Linked DNA regions of Anas platyrhynchos: region 2 is linked to region 1. The links are chromatin contacts, called in public Hi-C maps. All regions are on one chromosome and are shown on one strand. The core of a region is the stretch at or near the end of the contact, and the rest is flanking DNA. Distances in the headings are between cores, read along the strand shown.

The links. Hi-C and Micro-C count contacts between places; a contact is called where the count stands out from the background.
Region 2: a Hi-C map of subcutaneous adipose tissue shows a contact between it and region 1, with 2.4 times the contacts expected there. The contact joins the promoter of XXYLT1 here to the promoter of LOC113844492 in region 1. A contact is called at or near these places in 2 of 8 Hi-C or Micro-C datasets (liver and subcutaneous adipose tissue).

What each region holds. Positions count from the first base shown.
Region 1 is chr9:12,615,477-12,621,981 of IASCAAS_PekinDuck_T2T, forward strand. It overlaps LOC113844492, which reads right to left and starts at 2,509. Exons shown (of 3, transcript XR_011811517.1): 1 at 1-2,509. It overlaps LOC110351774, which reads right to left and starts at 5,373. Exons shown (of 2, transcript XM_027464783.3): 1 at 4,994-5,373; 2 at 2,664-4,502. The coding sequence starts at 5,290. The coding sequence ends at 2,877. It overlaps LRRC15 (leucine rich repeat containing 15), which reads right to left. Exons shown (of 2, transcript XM_027464784.3): 2 at 5,911-6,505.
Region 2 is chr9:12,799,607-12,806,111 of IASCAAS_PekinDuck_T2T, forward strand. It overlaps XXYLT1 (xyloside xylosyltransferase 1), which reads right to left and starts at 4,212. Exons shown (of 4, transcript XM_027464788.3): 1 at 3,758-4,212. The coding sequence starts at 4,135. ACAP2 (ArfGAP with coiled-coil, ankyrin repeat and PH domains 2) reads right to left here. Exons shown (of 24, transcript XM_038183564.2): 24 at 5,069-6,505.

The sequences.
Region 1 (6,505 bases), core at 1,259-3,758:
GGGAGGTTCTGGAAAGTGCCCGTGGCCAATTCTTCTAGTGAGGCACCAGAGATCTCCAAATCCCTCAGTTTCTCCAAACCATCAAAGGCTCCAGGTTCAACCGCCTTGATCTTATTGCCAATAAACAAAATCTTGGTCAGGCTGGGCATGTACCTGAAGGCACCTTTCCTTACGGCAGTAACGCTGGTTTGCACAAAGACCATCTCAGAAATGAAGGGCTTTGCGATCTTGGGGATCTCTTTGACATCGTTTTTTGTCCCTCTGTAGACCTCCTGGTAGTCCTTGGGCATTTCATATGGATCTGCACTCGGGGTTTGGTCTTGGCATTTATGGGGGTGGAAGAAGAGGAAGAAAATGAAAAGGAAATGCTGGTACATCGTCCTGAAAAAGGGTTTCAGAAGTCAGATTTGAAGAACAATAAGACCTGCAACCACAGCTCTCAGAACCATCCTATTCCTGTTTGGGCTGTAGGCTCAGATGTGTCCCGATGAAGCTGCTGCCCCTTAGTGCTGCCCCAGCGGGGCCAGGACTCAGCAGGGCCACAGCTCGCTCACACATCACCAGCACCAACCAGCAACCTGCTTGCTGGCAGCAAACCTGAGATCAGACATGGTCCCAGCAGCCAGCAGACCAAACGACCTTGTTTACACAGCATTTGCCAAAAAAAAAAAAAAAGCCTGTGGAGCAGCTGGCATCCCCACAGAATGTAACTTTGGAAAATCTCTCATTTCTGTACCTTTAAAAAAGGAGCCAAGCCCCAGCACAGCTGTGAAGCACCAGTCCCTCTCCATGAAGCAGGACACATCCTCCCTTGTCTTTCACGATGGCACGAAGCTCACGGGAGGGCTGCCCCGGGTCCCCAGGAGCAGAGGCCCTGAAGCAATGATGCCTGGTGCACCCTCTGCCTTCCTCTCCTCCCCCTGCCTCGCTGCAGTTCCCTGGATTTGCTCTGGCCATCCAGGTCAGACAGCTCCATGGAGCACACTGTGCTGGGTGGGCTCCCTCTTGGTGCTTCTCTCAGTTCCGAAGGGTTACCTAAAATGTTACTTTAAATGCCTCCTTTTCAGGACCCCTGCTAATCACATTATATTTTGGCATTAGTTATGCAGCTTTGTCAGATATAAATGATTGGCTTATAAGCAGCAACCAAGTTTAGGACCAGGCTCTCTAAAAGACTTGGAGATGTCCGCAGATTTCCTGTTTAAAACCCAGCATTTAGGGCCCTGACCGGCAGCTCGGAGCTGAGCTCACTGGCTCACATCCACCAGCAGCAAAAAAAAGAAAGAGCCATGGGCTGCTTCTCAGGCATCCATCAAAACTAACCACGGCAAAAGCTACAGCCAGGAGGCTAAGTTTGCTTTGAAAAGACCTAGATATTTTCTGAAAAGTGTCGAGAGGTCGGCAAAGCCAGGAGGCTGCAAGCTGTTGGGTTTGGACAGAAAGGGAGCCCCCATGGGGGGCTCACCCTGCACACCCTGGCTGTGATGTCCCTGCCTGTCCCTCTCCCCAGCAGCAAGGACACAGACCAGCAGCTCCCCAGAACCACCCTCCTGGCACACTTTGAAGCATTTCGCACCCCCGACTTGCCTGAGCGCTTGGGAACGCGTCCAGCCGCTGGAGCGCCGCACCGTGCTGTGCCAGGCAGGGGACGAGGGGTCCCATCACCTGGGGAGCTTTATCCACCGCCCAGGCATGGGGCTTGGCTTTGCAGGGCTGCTGGAGGAGATAAGCACACAGCACAGAGCCATGGGGAGCAGTCCCACGCGCCCCAGGAAAGGACGCAGGCGCTCTCAGGTGTTATCTGCTGGCACCACGCGGCTGCTCACATCCAGGGAAGCCCGAAGATCTTCAGGCCAGCCTGTTTTTCCTTCCTCGAGAAGAGGCTTACGTGGCTGAAAGGTGCTGCTGTGAAGCCGCTTGCTCAAGCTGATAATGGTGATGACTTCTGTGGCCCTGCTGGACAGACACACAGCCCCGTCCTGGCAGCTGGCTGCGGGGCTGTGGCTGGCCGTGGGGCTCACCTCTGCTGGGCACCAGCCGGGGGACCCTGCTGAGCACACTGTGCTGATGGAGCAGGCTGGGAGAACACAAAACTCCCCCCTTGGTGCCTCCTCTCCCTCTGAGCAGCGGTGGGGCTGAGTTGGAGGGGAGAGGCAGCAAAGCAGCGCGCCCCCGAGGGGCACCCCAGGCGCCCCGTGGCTGCGGGCAGGCCGGGCAGGACGGCTCGGGGAAGGGCGGCCGGGCTCTGGCAGGGCCCCCCCGGCTCTCCCCGGCCCGGGACACCCCCAGCCCCGCCGGCCACCAGATGGAGCAGCAGCACCGCGCAGCACAGCCCCGGCTGCAGCGCCGTCGGGGAGAAGGGTTCAGCTGGCTGGGCGCGCACCCACGCGTGTGCACACACACGCACACACACACACACAGTCACACACACGCACACACACACTTACCCCGTTAGGGCAGGGCAGGATGCTTCCCTTAGGCACCCATCTCCGCGAGGTGCCGAGCCCTGAGGGCAGCACCCAGCAAGGAGCAACCCCAGGGACCCGCGCCCCTCGCAGCCTGGCCCAGGGCCTCCAGCCACAGCCCTGCGGGATCACAGCCGCCTTCCCCTGCAAGACAGACGGCATCTTCCCCCTCTGCACCTTGGGAACAGGCTGCACAGGAATGATACGTACACTTTAATAATATTTGAAACACACAGGAACGCACGGCTGGGTGAAGAGGCACCATGAGTCCAGCTCCAGCACAGAGCACGGTGACGGTGACCATGGCAGGGACATCAATGCAGGACACAGAGCATCGTTTCTCAGGCTGATTTTGGTGTGGCCGCTGCACCAGCAGGATGACCACGAGGAGCAGCAGCATATGCCTGAGTCCTAGGGTGTAGCAGGGAGCCCGCGTGGGGTGGTCACATCCGGGCCCTGCGCCATGACGAGGACGCTGACCTGCAGCGTGCCGCAGGAGGAACGCAGCACCCAGGCACCCCGGTACTCGGTCCCTGGCCCCACCGCCTGGCTGGGAGGAGGAGGAGGAAGGCGAAGGCTGAGCCGCTGACAGCTCGTGGCATTGCAGGACACATGCAGGGTGCCCTCGGGGTTGCTGTAGGTGCACTGCCCTGGTGCATCCTCCCCGGGCACCGCGTCCCGGCCCTCATCTTTGGCACACGCCAGCTGCCTGTGGGTCACCTCCAGCAGGGGCTGGCCCTTGAGGGTGGCCGGGCTGGCACAGAAAGCTTGCACGTGGAGGAGGGGGTCAGAAAAGACCTGGAGCCAGCCCAGGAGGTAGGCGAGGCGGCAGTCGCACGCCCAGGGGTTATCCTCCAGCCCCACGCGCACCAGCTCCTCGTTGGCATTGAAGAAGCCCGCGGGCAGGCGGGGCAGGCGGTTGTGCTCCAGCCCCAGCGTGGCCAGGCTGGGCAGCCCGTCCAGCAGCCCCGGCGGCAGGCTGGAGAGGTTGTTGTGGCCGAGCTGCAGCGTTGTCAGCTCCACCAACCCCTGGAAAGCCTCGGCGGGGAGGCGAGCCAGGGCGTTGTGTGAGAGCACCAGGCTCTGCGCCACCGAGAGGTTGGCGAAGACGCCCGGGGGCAGCGCCTGCAGCTGGTTGCGGGCCAGCGAGAGGTGCAGGAGGCCCGGGGTGCCCTGGAAGAGGGTGGCGGGCAGGGAGGCCAGCTGGTTGCCCTCCAGGCTGAGGAAGGTGAGGTTGGAGAGGCCGGCGAAGGCGTCGGGGCGCAGGCTGCCCAGGGCGTTGTGCTGCAGCTGCAGCCGCCGCAGCGCACCCAGCCCCGCGAAGGCCCCAGCGGGCAGCTCGGCCAGCTGGTTGCCGTCGAGGTGGAGCTCACCCAGCCGGGAAAGTGTCCCGAAAGCACCGGGTGGGAGCTGTGCCAGCATGTTGTCGCTCAGCTTCAGGACGCGGAGGGCAGCCAGCGGGGCAAGCAGCCCGTCGGGCAGCTCGGTCAGCACGTTCTGCGAGAGGTCCAGGGCCTGCAGGTGGCGGAGCGGGTGGAAGATGGCAGGGGGCAGCTCATCGATCTTGTTCCCCCGCAGGCGCAGGTCCTGCAGGTGGCAGGCGGAGGCGAAAAGCCCCGGCTGCAGGGAGTGGATGGCGTTGGAGCTCAGGGAGAGCGTGGTGAGGCTGGGCAGCCCCGCCAGCAGCCCCGGGCTGACGGCCGGCAGCGGGTTGCCCGAGATCTCCAGCTCGGCCAGGCTGGGCAGCCCCCAAAAGGCACCCGCCTCCAGCTCCTCGATGTGGTTGTTGAGGAAGACCAGCTTGGTGAGCGTGGTGCTGGAGCCCAGCGCCCCGCTCCCGATGCTGCTCAGGGCCGTCTCCACGAAGAAGAGCTGGGTGGCGTTCCCCGGCAGGCCCGCCGGGATCTCCCTCATCTTCTCCTCCGAGCAGAAGACCTTGGAGGTGTCGTAGCACTGGCAGGGCGGGGGGCAGGGAGGGGGCAGCCCCCCCACCAGCAGGGACCCCAGCCCCAGCACCACATAGACCATCACCCTGCGCTGGAGGAGGAAACCAGCATCAGCTGCTGTAGGGCCACCAGGCTCACCTACGCTCAGCCACGCACCAAGGGGGCTCTGCTGGTTGTGGGTTTATATTTTACTGGTTGTATTTTTATACAACCAGTTGTTATTTTATAATTGCCCATCGAAAACATCCTTCTGGCAGGAACGTTTCAGAGCCAGAGCTTCTGCTAAAGAAGGGAGGGTACGTGGAAGAGCAGGGGCTGAGCAGAAACACCCAGACCACCACCAGCTCCCCCGTGCCTGGGACGCGTGCTGCTGCCGCCCGGTGACAGGGGACAGTGCCCGTCCTGCTGTGACACCCACCGGGGACATCCTGTGCCAGGGGGTGTGTTGGACTTAGAGCCGTGCCCTGGAGCACCATCAGGCATGGCCTCTCCCTCTCGCCACCTGACTTGTTTCCAGCACTTCCCACCCACCCCAAGGCCCCCAACAAACCCGTCCCAAATTCCCTGAGCCTTGCCACTTACCGTGAGCGGCATCGTGGGGACCACCACCATGGGGACTGCCGAGCCCACAGCGAGGAGCGAGCCCCGCCGAAAAGGGAAGATGTTTTGTGGGGCGGATGTGGAGGCAGCTGACAGAGCGTTCCTGCTGGGGCGGAGCTGCCCCTTTCTGCTTATCGGCAACAACAACCCGTGTCCTTGGAGCGCTTCAAAAAACAGCCCGGCCCAGGGGACAGGAGGTGAACGCACGCAGGGCACGGGCTGGTAGCCATGAGTGTGTCCTGGCAGGGAAGCGGGGCCGCGGCCCTGGATGTGCCCCATAGCTGTGCCAAGGCCCTGCTGCCATCGGTGGCACTGGTCCCACACCAAGCTGAGCGTGTCAGCTTGCTGCAGCCCCACAACCTCCAGCCGGTGCATCCAGGCAGTGGTGGGGTGGCCAGAGGGACCCATGGACCAGCTGAACTCCCCAGGAGAGGTAACCTGCCTGGAGGAGCAATGCACGACCCCATGAGGGATGCCCTGCAAGGGTTGGGATGGGCTGGGATCACACCCAGGACGTGGAGAGACCCCTGGGGAAGGAGGAGGGACACTTATGTGCACTCAGCTGGTGAAGTTTGGAGAAGCTCAGCACAAACCCTCAGAGCCCTGCTGTGAGGACAGGGCTGCACAGGAGGCAGTCAGCAGCTCCGGCTCCATCAGGGAACTCGTTGAGGTCTCAGCTTGCTCTCCAAAAGCCATCCTGCTGCCGTCGGACAGCCAAGCCCTCCCTTACCCCAGGCCAGCCTGGGCTTTGCAGCCACAACCTCTGGCCCTCTCCCACCCCCAGCAGCCTCACCATGAGGAAATCACGTTGGAGAGGCAGCAAAGCAAAGCTCCTGTCCCTGCTGGGTTATTCCAAGGATGCCACTCGCCGCAGAGGAGCAAACAAAGAACTCTTGGCACTGGAGATGGACAACCGTGCTTTAATGGGAGATCACAGAGCAGTACCAAACAGCCCCAAGGCACAGTCCCACATTTCTAGCCATTGTGCAGGTCCCAGCCCGAAGAAGCATCCCATCACACGCACAAGCACGGGTCTGCCTGTGCCACCACTGCCTCACAGAGCTCCGTGGGCAGCCCACACAAGGGGGTTCACACCCACTGCGACCCTTGTCCTGTAGCACCATTCCCGTGCAGCCCGGTGCCGCACATGCTGCCCCATACCCCGTGCCCCGGCACCACTCAGGCTGCCAGCAGGGCTGGGCACGGAGCAGGGGCACCACGGGGTGGGAGCAGGGAGAGGAGAGGCTGCAGCTTTGCCGGGCAGGGATGCAGGAGGGCTGGGGGCTGCAGTGCTTGGGACACGCAGGCAGCCCCGCAGCGCTGCAGGCAGGGGAAGCACAAGCGTGCGGGGCCGAGAGGCCGCCTGAGGCGGGGCAGGGCAGGGCAGGGCAGGGCAGGGCGCTGCTCTCACCGTGCTGCCTGCAGGCAGGGCAGGCGGCGTGGACGCGGCCAAGTCACCCGGCTGTGCCGCCGTGGAGGCATGGAGCCCGCTGG
Region 2 (6,505 bases), core at 2,962-5,461, 190 kb after region 1:
AAGAGAAGCTCACTAGAGCCTGAGCTGGTGCTGCAGCCAGGCTCTCTGCAGGATGCGCAAGGGGATGCTCTGACACCCAGGGAAGCAGGCACAGACACGGAGGCAGTGACAAAAAGCAGCCTGAAGCTTCTTCCTCCCACACCTTCTTGCTGAAATTGTTCCCCAGATCACAGCTCTCGTGTCAGAGCAGTGCTTGCAGGAGCTGGGGAGCTGTCGGTGGGCCCAGCGGCGCTGAGCACAGCGAGGTGCGTCCACGTCCAGCCTGGGTGCTAGCAGAAGCCCTGAAGCCACCGGGCACAGCACCAAGCCCCCAGTAGCACGCTGCTGGGGCAGAGTTGAAGCAGCAGAGTTTTGATTTCCTCCTGGGGAAGCACCCACACACCCGCTCCAGGCCGAGGGCACGGTCTGAGAGCTGGAGGCTTGGCCCTGCGACTTCACAGCAGCGCGACCACGCTGCGAGCTGCGTGTCCTGCAGCTGGCCTCACGCCACGCGGCCTCGGGAGGAAGGCAGGAAGAGCACAGGACAGCACGTACCAGGGAAGTGTGCTGCGAGAGCTCATCGCTGGCCACGCTCCTGTTTGGACAACACGGCGTGCGCAGAACTTCCCCGAGACGCTGGAGAAGGAGAAACTCGGTTACCAGCAGCATCTCAGCCCAGCTCCCCAAAGCACAGGAGGATGCTGTGCCCCAGGGGCTGTGCATGGCCAGCTTTGCCCTCACCGTTAGCACAGGATCACACAATTGCAGCGAGGAGATTTGCAGCACTGCTGCTGGGTGCTGAAACACAGCTGAACGCTGCTGCCCAGGCACACAGAGCCAAGCCCCAGCCCAGAGAATCAACCCAGGGAGCCTCCCCCTGGGAGATCCCTGCCCTGCCATGGCACTGGTGGGAGCAGGTCTCCCTCTGAGAAGTGCCCAGGCTTAAATCACCTCCCAAGTCTGGAGATGATGAACAGCAGAGCAGGGAAAAAAAAAAAAAAGAGAATTCAAACCAACTCCAGTCAGTTCTGAAATGAGCAGAGGGGTGCCAAGCACCGGTGGACAAAAATCAGGGGAAAAACACTCCTGAAACTCCAGACACGGTATCATCTGTCCTCCCTCGCCTTCCAAAGTAAACAGAGGAAAATGTGTTTCTGCTGCCCATTCTTTGGGTAAGCACTTCTGCAACGCAAGCTCCTGACACGATGAATCCTCCTGCAACCACAGAACTGCTGTCCTCACCAGTACTGCGGAGGCTTCTCCTCTCTCCAGCACTGACTGTAGCACAGCTTGTTTATCTGCTGCTAATTTTGTACTTGGTTATTTATTTGCGTAGCAGCTTTCAGTAAATCCCCGTGGCTAAATCTGACCAAGTTTGCTGAGGACATTAAGAAAAGTAAGTTCCACGGGTTTCCTGTGCAACTTGCTTTCACAAACACATCTCACGCTGAGAACAGACCCTTTCAATTGGCTCACTAAAAAGCCACCACACTTTCTCTCTGACTGTCCCTCCGTCTCGTGCCAGGTGCCTCTGCACAGATCCTGTAGGTGCAGGGGCACAGCAGCCCAGCTCGTGACAGCAGCAGCCCTGCAGAGGACAAGGAGAGCTCAGTCTTCACCCGCGACCCTGGTGCGGTTCCCAAAGCACCTCCCTGGGGCAGGCAGGTAACTACATCACACAGAAGGGGACTGAGATGTAAAAGTCGGGCTGACCTGCCCGGGTGAGGAGCACCGACTTGTAGAAATCACCCTCAGGCTTCCTGAAAGGCAGCACTTGAGCCAGCACTGCCTCTAAAGCCATGCTGTCTCAAATAGATGGCCAGGCCCTGCCAAAAAGCCGGGGCAGGCTGCTCCCTGCTGCGCCCACGTCCCGCAGCCCCATGCAGGCGGCGCAGCGCGGAGCACCAGCTCCATCTGCCGCCCGCACGCTGCGCTCCCAGCCCAGCTGCACTTCTGGGAGGTGTCCACGGGCTCAGACACGCAGGGCTGGTGACACCACTGCGATGACGGTCCCGTAGCTTGGGTCTGCCCACCCCGAAGCACTGCTGCTCACCATCTGCACGCTGCCTGCGAGGCTGCAGCCGGCTGCTGCGTTCTCCAGAAGGCTTTGGAAGTACCTGAGCCCGCACACATGCTGAGGGGGAGATGAGAGCTGGCCTGCTGCCTGCCCCAAGGATCGGGATCCAGATTTTGTGGTGCCTGGGCTCTGCTCTAGCAGAGGTTGTGCCTGATCCCAGCTCTGCTGGGAGGGGAGGGCAAGGACAGCTCCAAAAACAGAGCTTAAATCCTCTCATGAACAAAAAGTAAAGTTCAGGGTTCATCAATCCTGCCTCAGCAGCTCCAGCGGCCTTCCAAGCACTTTATCAAGCCTCAGCTCTGGGCCTGCTCCAGGAGAACAGGGTAAGAACGAGGAGAGCGTTCTGGGGACGCCAATAGAAGCCAGGAGGAGAGGTCTCACGACAGAGACTGGTGACTGCTGAAGCAACCAGAGGAACAGGCTGAAGGTGAACCTTCCTCAAAACTTTAGCAGCACAAAAGGTCCAGGTTATGTTGATGTTTTTCGCTAACAATGAGGAATGGAAGAGGCTCCAGCAAGAAAAAAGAGGCACTGTCACCTGTCAAGCACACCAGAAATGTCACAATATCATGGGCAAGTGTGCAAGACTAAGAACTAGTACAGAAGCCTGTGTATTAGCACCTGTCTGCCTAAAAACGAGGTAACTGCAGAGATGTGAAGTCTGCTGCCAGCCCCAGGCCAACTAACCAAACCAAACATCTCCAGGAGGCATCACGCCTTCCAGGAAAGGGAAGGAGCTCCCGCTGTAGCAGACCCTGGTGAGATGTCACCTGAACTCTCCAGACAACGCTGCTTGATCCCACCCAAGACAGACCAGCTCTGTCCCAGAGCTGAGCCATGGTTCGGTTCAGGTCCGCAGCCACCTGATGCACGCAGAGACTCACCCCACAGGACGCTCCCACCTCACACAACACTAACTGGTAAGCCCCACAAGCCTGTATCCTCCCGGAGCAGCAGTGCTGGACAGGCTGCCCACAGAGGAATTCGGCTTCAGACACGAACAGAGGGCAGTAAGGCAGCTGCACGCCCACAGGGGTGTCCGTGAGGGATCCACGTGCCGTCACGGCCCAGCAGCTGAACCTCTCTGAGGGACACGATGCCACAGACCTGAAGCAAGCTGCTGTGCTGCATAGGTGTGCAGCTCGACTCCAGCTCTGGGGCAGAACGGCAGCCCCACAGCTGTCTGCTGGCACCACCACGGGGCACTGCAGGCCACAGCACCGTGCACAATGCCAGCTCTCAGGGCTGCAGCAGGGGAAGGTTTCCAAAGCTGTTACCTGCCACATCCAGACAGCTGGGGACGGCTCGGCACGGTGCAGGGTATCTGCTACGGGTGGCACGGCAGCGCTAGCGCTAGTACAATGGGTTGAGAAGTGAGATGGGATTATTTGCCAACAAGTGCTGTGTGTGAACAATGTGAAAGTTACACCTCAGGCTGCTCTGGTGGAGTTTGGCTAACGTGAAACATCTGAAAAACGAGAAACCAAAAGCTATGGCAGAATTAGAAGACTTCTAATTCTGAATAGAAGCATCTCAGGACAGGAGGGTCCCTACTTGGCGCCTCACAGCTCGGTGCCCCCTCCACTTACCAGATCCCTGTTTGACGTGAGGCAGCTTCACACCGGCTGCCTTCAGGGGGGGGGCTCCGTGCGCCTTCCCCGAGGCTCCCCCCACCCCGCACAGCCCCCGTGGCCGCCTCACCTGGTGCGGGAAGGCGGCGCGGCCGAGCTCGTCCCGCAGCAGCCCCTCGGCGATGTCCCTGCTGTTGCGGTCGGTGACGAGGTGGAGGCGCAGCGCGTCCCCGCGGCCCAGGCGGCCGTGGCGCAGCAGGGAGCGCAGCGCGGCGCGGGCCTTGTCCCGCAGCGAGGGGCCGCGCTCCGCCTTGGTGAACAGCACCAGGAGGTGCAGGGCTCGGCCGCGCCGAGCCGGGCTGGCCGGGGTGGCTCGGAGCCGCCGGGTGGCGGTGGAGAAAGTCTCTCCGCCGCCGCCCAGGTAGTAGAAGGCGCACACGGCCAGGGCGGCCGCCAGCGCCAGGGCGCAGGGCTGAGAGCGGGCCCAGCCCGCCCGCCCCACGGCCATGGCGGCCCCGCTCCGTCCCTACCCGCCGCCCGCCGCCATGCTGAGGCGCGGCCCCGCCCCGCCTCACGGCACGGAGCGGGGGCACGGCCAAGGGGTGTGTGGCTGCTGGGTGCTTGAAGGACAGGGATACGGAAATCAGAGCTCGGTTCACACAGAGCAGGCGCAGGAATAGTGATTTCTCGGTGATTTCTAGCAGAACAGCACTTGGAATCTTCACAGGAAGGCGAGGGGGATGTCCTCCTCCTCCTCCTTTATCATCTTCTTTCGCTTCCCGTGGCAGGAAATACTGTGCAGAACCAAGGGATGCACCACAGTAGCACACTCTGCTTGTCCCCAGCACTGCCTTCTGGGCTTGGCCCTGCTGTAAGGTGTCTGTGGCAGCACAGGAGGCTGGAGGACAGTACAAGCAAGAACGATAAACACAAAAACTAACTTACATCTCACCCTGGGACTTGGCAGAGGGCAGCTTGCAATACTGGCTTTTAATGTATTTAAAAATCAGCTCGGTCATTTTGACAGCAGGAAAGCATTACTTCCTGGGTACTTGCAATTATTTGTAACTCTATCAACCGGTCCTTTGGTAATCACTGTTCCATGGGAGGTTCTCGTGATGAAGATGCAGAGTTACCAACCCTATTTGAAAACACGTGGCTGCAGATGAGCATCAAAGCCTTAGAAATATAATCACTCCCGTGCTTATTCTAGTTCTCACTTTTTTCTTTAGTGACTTGAAGTTTCTGCTCTACGAAGCAGAATTTCAGTAATTCAGATGTGTACAGATGGCATACTGCAAAACAGGAGAAGCTTCCTTTGTATGGGGAATTGCTGACAGCAGTAGGAAGATGGGGGTACATTTACTGAAACTATTTCAGCTCAGTATATAAAGTGGTAAAATATAAAACCATAGGAAATGGAAAAACAAAACAAAAAACACAATGTTAACACAATCATTTAACACAGCGACAACATGAATCGTGAAGGGTACAATCCAAAGCCTCTGAAATCAGGGGAAAGATGGCAAGAAATTTCAGCGACTTTTTAGGTAAAGTCCTGATTGATAAGGAAACTTTGACCATTTACTGTGTTCACCCAAACTTACGGGAATTTCAATGTCTAATATAATTCAGTAGCACTATTCAGTATAATAATTTAGAAATTTTACATACATCGTACCAGCATTAACAAAACATGAAACCTTTTGAACAGTCAAAACAATACAGATCCCTGTGGAGATACCACAGATACCATCTTAACACACAACGTAAGTTATACCTCTGAAATTAATATGCATTAGAATATACGTTGAGATCTTACACATTTGTCTTTCCAAGAGACTTTTGGAACGTGATCCAACTCTGTCTAGGAGGAATACTTGAAAATCTTTTAATGGATCGTATAGTAAATTGCTAAAAATCCACATGAAAGACGATTTTAAAGTGTTTTTGGAATCTACTGCTTTGTACCCCACTGATTACTGATGACGTATTTCATATATAGAGAAACATGAACTGGAATTGAAGCTTTCCATTATCTGGTACAGGGTACAAGGTGTTAACACATACCAGAGTCTTACAGTCTGCTACTCAAGGTACACTCAGCTTCATACTGCAATAAAGAAATGGAAGTTTCCTAAAATTATTGTGCAGAACATCAGCACTTGAATCAGAACTCAAAGAAATCCAGATCTCCATAGCACTGGAGTCAGTCATACTTTGTTTTACCAAGGGCTGAATCCTGTAAGGTACAGAGACCCTGGAGCACTGAGCCTGCCAGTGTCTAACAGGACTAAACCCTCGATACATGTCGAGGAACTTAATGGCATATTCATTTTTGCTGATGAGCCGGATCTCCAGACACGTATTGCACCTGGCCTGAAAAATGCATTTTATCCTGGATATCATAGTGTACCTAAAAGGATCAGGAAACAAGGTTCCAGGATCAGAATTGATACACCTGCTCCCTGAACCACTGAAACTCCAAATCTCCTGAAAAGTCATACAATTTGTGGATTGGGTACATTACTTGTCCTTTAGCATAAACAGCCTGATACTGCAGAGCATCAGACGAGAGCTGGAAAGCAGTAGATGAATCAGCAGAGCTACAGGGAAAAAACTTTTTGTTGGTAGAAAATTGTCCTGCAAAATTTGTCTGATTTTTTTTTTTAAGTAGGAAAGAAAACACCAGTGGAGATTGGTAAAGCGTCTCAGATGTTTTCCCAGCAGCGTGGAGTAGGACAGCGATTATGCCACTAAGCTTTGGGGAGCTGTACATTACCAAACATTCACATTGTACACCAACCGTCATGTAGATGGCAAAGGATACAAATCTTCTGAAAAACCCTATGTCTACAGTATATACTATACATAGCCA